Regions from separate parts of the Mus musculus genome. Here region 2 is linked to region 1. A link is a contact called in public Micro-C data. All regions are on one chromosome and are shown on one strand. The core of a region is the stretch at or near the end of the contact, and the rest is flanking DNA. Distances in the headings are between cores, read along the strand shown.

Region 1 (3,235 bases), core at 312-2,811:
GTTTAAAAAGAGCGCGCTGGCGAGATGACTCAGCGGCTAAAGGCGCTTGCGGCCAACCTGAGCCCGACCCCTGGAGCCCGCATGGTATAAGGTGAATTGACTCCAGCAGGTTGGCCTGAACTTCACACGCGAGCTCCGTGTCACGCTCCCTAGCCCCCAAAATAAAATGAATTTAAAAAAATTAAGTTTCCAGGGGAAAAGAAAAGAGACCGTAGAGTGCAAAGCTCGCCATGGGACAGCTAGGTGCTGGAGAAGTGACTACCCACATGGCAGCTCACAACCATCTGAAACTCCAGCTCCAGGGGGTCCGAAACCCTCATACAGACATGTTTAGAGGCAAAACGCCAAAGTGCATAAAATAATAAAACGAATGGGCCAGCTATCATTGAATCAGACATCGTTGCAGAAGAGGGGCAGCGAAAAGATTTTAAGATCCGGAGGTTGTGGAGATCGGCATGCACAAGGTCAAGTCAGCTGCCAAAATCCCAGCGCGCCTGAGGGGTGGCTCCTGAAGTTGCTTGTTTTTTAAAGGAATTCTTCCCGAGAGAGTTATTTATTTATATTTTGTGGGTGCATGCATACAACATACACGTGGCCAGAGAACTTGGGAGAGTCAGTTTTCTTTTAAAAGTGTGGTTCTCTGGGGAATCAGACTCAGGTAGTCAGGCTTGGTGAGCCATCTTGTCAGCCCTATTGTTTTCCTAACTATAAGGCGGATCTTTGGGGTTCTCTCTCTCTCTCTCTCTCCACATTATAATGGCAATGTATATACCACTATGCTCCTGGCTCCAGCCACCAAGTCTCCTTTCTATTCCTCAAACTGCCTCAAGTCTTTTTCCATCTGTTGGCTGCGCTGTTCCTCTACAGGGAACTTCCACTGGGTTTCAGCTTCAGTCACCCTAAAGAGGCTCTCACTACTGAAATTCTACTACTGATTTGGTGTGAACTTTAATGTTGGTTACCTGAACAGCTAGAAACCTTGTCACTTTGTTCTTTTCTGTACATGTGCCTAGACTAGCACTTTTTTTGTTTGTTGGAGTGTGTGTGTGTGTGTGTGTGTGTGTGTGTGTGTGAGAGAGAGAGAGAGAGAGAGAGAGAGAGTCTCTACATAACTCTGGCTGCTGGACCAGCCTGGCTTCAGACTCAGAAATCTGCCTGCCTCTGCCTCATGTGCTGGGATTAAAGGCTTGTACCACCACAGAAATAGCGCCTCATTAATAATAGATACCCAATAAACATTTACTGGATGAACAAACTTGCAGTGTCATCTTTTAGCCAATTTACTCTGAGCACCCTTTGATACACAAACCCACTTTTATACCCTGATGCTTCCCTGAGCTGGAAGCTCTTACAGATCCCAGAATACATTAAGTCCACACCTCTGTGCCCAGCTGCACCCTTACTTTCAAAAAGGATGACGTCCTCCTGTAGAGTCCTTCCAGTAGGCAGATTCTGTAGGGCAGGGCCTGCGCCTTTAATCTGGGCCCCACCCGCTCTGGTCAGACAGGTTTGGAGACACAGGCAAGGGAGGGAAACTGGGAAATACTTGCAGAGCCAGCCAGGAGCTAGGCAGCTCCTTTCCGGAGATCCTCCGCCTCTTTGCAGATGGAAAGTAAGAGGGTATCATGGATCCAAAGGGCAGGGGTAGGAGGGGCCCAAGAGGTGAACGAAGGGAGCCCAATCCAGAAGCTGTGAGCTGGAGGGTGGCAGGGGAGGAAACAAGAGGAAGGCTTGGGAACGGCCACACTAGAGCTGGGAGTCTGAGTGGAGCCCAGCCCAGCTGAATCGGGTGAGACTGGCAATGGGAGAGTTCAGAAAATGACCGACTCCTGGAATGGAGACTGAGGAACCGAGATCTGGTGTCGAGTTCCTGGAGGGACCTGCAGGTCAAAGGGCAGGTGGAAGGAAGGGGGAAGGGCCAATTTCTCTATCTATAGGGTGACCCTTGGCTGTAGAGAAACTCCGCCTAGTCCTAGACACCTCAGCCTCCCATTCCAAAGCCAGGGTGGCCAAAAATCCGGGAGTTTTAGTGGAGAGAGTAGAAGGCAGGTGTGGGTATAGACAGGCCACACCTGCCTCTGCTTGTGCCCCCTGACTCACCCTTGTCCTGCTGGATGACATTTATTTTGAAAGGGATCCTCCATTTCGCTCCTCTGCTGCCCGCCCGCCTCTCTGTTTCAACACCTTCCTCCCCACAGTGTTCTCCCTAGAGTCCCATGAGGCCAGCTTCTCTGGGGAGTTCTAGGTCTGAGAAACTGTCCTGGGGCCAGAAGACTAGGTATTCTCACAGAACTTCTCCCACTGCCTATAGGATGACATCGTTCTGTGGTAGCCCTCGGAACTGAAGCCTCACAATGACAGAACCGGAGACACTGGCCCTGCTGGACATGAAGGAACCCGAGACTCCAGAGAAGAGCCCACCGCAGGCTTTAGTCCTGCAGTCAGAGGAAGAAGGTGGGACTGAGTCCCCTGGAACTGAGTCGCTCAGAGTGGGGTCTTCAGTAGGGTCTCCTATAGTCAGAGAGGGGCCTGAGGATGGTCCAGACAGCACAATAAGTGAGGCTGCCACTTTACCCTGGGGAACTGACCCCCATCCTAGCGCCCCACTTCCGGATCCCCCGGGCTGGCGAGATATTGAACCAGAGCCCCTAGAGTCAGAGGCACCTACTAAGTCGGAGGAGCCATTCAAAGAGGATGCCAACCTGCTCCCCGAGAAGACAGTTAGGGCCTTCGTGCCCATTGATCTACAGTGCATCGAGCGGAAGCCACAGGAGGAGCGCATCCTGCATCGCGACGCTGGACCAGGCGAGCTCAGGAATTTCCTGCCAGCTCGACTCAGCCACCCTGAGCCCCCAGAGCGCAAGTGGGCTGAGGCCGTGGTGAGACCCCCTGGCCGGTCCTGCGGGGGCTGTGGAAGCTGTGGAGGTCGTGAGGCACTGAGAGCTGTCGCCTCGGTGGTGGCGGCCCTCATCTTCTTCCCCTGTCTGCTGTACGGAGCATACGCCTTCCTGCCTTTCGATGCCCCGAGGCTGCCCACCATGAGCTCCCGCTTGGTTTACACCCTTCGCTGTGGGGTCTTTGCCACCTTTCCCATCGTACTCGGTGAGTCTGGCCCCGTGGAGAAGGGCTACCTGGGAAGTGGATTACAGAGCTTTCGACTGGGTGGTTTCTCTTCATTCTGCTGGAACCACTCAGGGTATCCTGAACCTGCCACTCTCTGTCCTCTCCTCCAGGG
Region 2 (3,235 bases), core at 448-2,947, 1.1 Mb before region 1:
GGGCGTGCTGGTGTTGGGGGCGGGGGAAAGCGGGACAGAAACAGATAGGAAAACCCGGAACGGATTGCTTGAGCCAGAGTTCCTCATGCTAGCCACTGGTCCCTATTGCCCCCCTAATTCTCCAGTGAGATAATGTCTGGGGTGAGGGGCTGTTTAGTTTGGCTTGAGCCCTCCGGGGCGCCTCACACTTTCCGCCCCTGGCTGAGGGGCAGAGCAGCGGCCTCGAGGCTGAGTCATGGGGGGGGGGGGGGGGGGAGAAAGAGGGAGGGAAGGGCCGACTCCACCCCTCCCCCTGCTTGGGGATCCCGGGTCAGCCCGGGTGAGGGCCAGGGCCCCCCTGGCACCGCCCATTGTGGTCCAACAGGTTGAGCTGGTGTCCTGCGGAGCCACCTGCTGGAAAGGGAAGGAGGCCCCCTGCGGAGGGAGCTGGGAAAGAGAACAAGTCCGACCCGGTTCCGCCTGGCCTGCTGCTGCGAAGCCGAACCTGGTCCTAGAGAGCGGGATTTGACTCCGTTTGAAACGAGTAGGAGGGGCCCTTTTGGGGTCTATAGCATCGCCAGCCCAGTTGTAAGCGTCCCTCAGAGACTACCATTCTTTGGGTCGGGCACTTAAATACGAATACCGGTTTTTCCCAAACCCACTTAAGCAAACATCCTAAACCACCCAGGTCTCTATCGTCACCTCGGGGTCTGAGTGAATCTGCGCCAAGATCCCTCCACTGTAGGGTCTCAGTTTCTCCACTAAAAGTACCGGCTGGTTGAAGGCAAAGCGTCGGGGCCCCAGAGGGAGCGCACCTCCCCCTTCCCCTTCCCAGACTCAGTCCCTCCCCTTTGAAAATGCCAAGGCAGCAACGGGCACTGGCTAGAGCGCAAAGGCTCCTTGCCCCGGGCACTGTTCCCTCCCCGCGGGGCGCCGTCACGCGTGGGGAGGGACACAGAGTGCCCACAGACTCGACTCCCCCGCTCCCTCGGAGGGGGATGGGCCAAGAGGCTGAAGCTCAATGTCTAGAGGTTCTCTCTCTTCCTGGGGCTCTGACCTGGTTAAAGCCCCTCGGCAGGACCCCACTCTTTCTAAATTTTAGGTCTTCATCCCCAGCAGCGTATCCGTAACCTCTCATACCATTCCCTCCCCAGGTGGTGACCCTACAGAAGCCCCTCTTGAAAGAGAGGAAGTCCCTGAGGGGGCTGCTCCATTCCCTGGCCACTGCGGACACTGTCTTCGGCCTCCCTCCCCTTCTGGTTTCTGGCCAGCCCAGGCTCCACCCCCTCCCTGGATGAACCCTAGGCGCGTCCCACATGGGATAGGCGGGTGTTCAGGCCAATGGATGGGCAGGGCGGTGGCGTGCAAGGGGTGGAGCTGGGCAGCAGCAGAGGGCTGGACGGGGGTCGGAGGCGGAGCTCCAGTTAAGGTGGACCGGAGGAGATAGTGGTAGAAAGCAGAGAGGGAGAGGGATCGCGGCAGGTGAAGGGAGTTTGAAGGAAAGAAGGGAAAGGAAAAGGGTGGGAAAGGCTCAGGGAGCGAAGCAAAATCTCGGAGAAAAGGGACGAAAAGGAGGGAGGGACCCATATGCTCCCTGCTGGAACTAGCTGTTGGAAGAGGTGGAAGTTTATGTCCTTATTGGGCGGAGGGAGGGGGTGCCTGGGGGGGGCGGATGAAAAACCAGGAAGTGACAGAGGGTGTTGCTAAGGGTGGGGGGGGAGTTTGGGGGTGGCAGGGGCGGGGGGAGGGAGGGGAGGGATGGGGGGAAAGCAAGAGAGAGGACAGGTGAGACAGCAGGACAGGTGAGGCGGGCCTTGGGGGGGGGGGCGAGTGGAAGCCAGGTGAATGTACGGCTCTCCGCGGCCAAGGGGGGGGCGGGCAACAGGAGGAGGCAAAGGGTGGCGGAGGAGGAGCCCCCCAGCAACGAGCAGCGAGCCACTGACCGCGGCCTTCTGACCAGGACCGGAGCAGAGCCCCAAGCCCCCCAGCCTGGCGGGGGACGCGCTTCTTCCTACACCCTGTGCCTCTGCAGCTCCAGCGAACGGACCCAACGGCTGAAAGGTAAGTGAACCCCACTTTTTGTCCCTTGGCTCGGGATACACTAAACTCGAGCCTACTGCAGTGTCCTTCGTGCGTCCTGTGAGACCCCTGTACACACACGTACACACACACACACCAGATTTCAACCAGTCGCATTCCCTGTAGCTTTCCTGGGTCTTTGGAATTGGTTTTAACTTGGAGGAAAGGTAGAGAACTATGGACTATTGGCCTCCCCCCAACTCTGAGCGGAGGGTCTCCAGAAACTTTCTTTGCACTTCTAATATCATACAGACTGTGAGCTACGGGATGGAGAGGGGGTGAGCTGCACTGAACTTACCCCTACCCCCAGTCGCTTTTGTGACTTTAGGGGGAGACCCCAGACCCGACCGAATGGAGGGAATGGAAACCCTGACGGACTATAACTAGGACAACGCGTGTCCCCACCCACCCACCCAGCTCCGCGCCCCCCTGGCACGGTGGGCTGGACCCAGGCCAGTGGCACGGGGGGTGGGGGGCAGCGGGAGGAACCGCGGCTTGGGGGAAAGTTACCGGCTGGACTATTCGGTTTCTTGCGCTTCCAGAGCCGCGTCGTCTCTCCAGCGGTAGTGCGGCTCAGCAGGACGACCCCTCTGCCCCTCCCGCTCCGCAATCACATTCCGGTCTCTCAAGCCTCAGGCCCACCGCCACCTTTTCAAAGTCAGCTTTTGCTCTCACAACTCCAGTGCGAGGGTGGGTGATAAGAACTCGACCTACCAGCGGTCTTGCCGCCGGCGCCGGCGCACCTGCCCTGAGCAGAGTGGGGGTCGCTGTGTGGTAGAAACCTAGTGCGCACCGCTGGCCGAGGTTGGCCATTCAGAGGGGTGGGGGGCGCTGCTTTCCATTTCCAGCTTTCTCTCCCCTCCTCCCACCCCACCCAAGTAAGAGAGCGACGTGTCCTGGCCAGAGCGGGGGGGGCGGGAGTGGGGGGGCAGCGTGGGCAGCGGGTTGTGCCCGGACACGTGCCTGCCCAGGCGCCCCGGCCCTGCTAGTGTTTGGAGAGAGGGCGGGTCCCCTGCCCCCCGCCCCGCACAACCCCCATGTATCAAAGGGCGGCTGAGACGTGGTGAGACCTCGGGGCGCCCTGGGGGGGCGGGGGGTAAGGCGGGGAGCCTGGGTCCGGAGCAGGGGAGGGGCAGAGGCGCCGGTGCTAGCTGACCCACAGGAAACGAGCACTGCT

What was found. A called contact is a pair of places that touch in the nucleus more often than the background predicts.
Region 2: a contact with region 1 is called in a Micro-C map of embryonic stem cells, with 5 times the contacts expected there. The contact joins the promoter of Zbtb7b here to the promoter of Tmem79 in region 1. A contact is called at or near these places in 2 of 39 promoter capture datasets (erythroid cells and pre-B cells) and 1 of 484 Hi-C or Micro-C datasets (embryonic stem cells).

The regions. Positions count from the first base shown.
Region 1 is chr3:88,332,759-88,335,993 of GRCm38.p6, reverse strand. Tmem79 (transmembrane protein 79) reads left to right here and starts at 1,561. Exons shown (of 4, transcript NM_024246.5): 1 at 1,561-1,612; 2 at 2,312-3,102. The coding sequence starts at 2,355.
Region 2 is chr3:89,391,840-89,395,074 of GRCm38.p6, reverse strand. It overlaps Zbtb7b (zinc finger and BTB domain containing 7B), which reads left to right and starts at 1,697. Exons shown (of 3, transcript NM_009565.5): 1 at 1,697-2,040. It overlaps Gm15417 (predicted gene 15417), which reads right to left and starts at 3,211. Exons shown (of 2, transcript NR_040403.1): 1 at 2,569-3,211.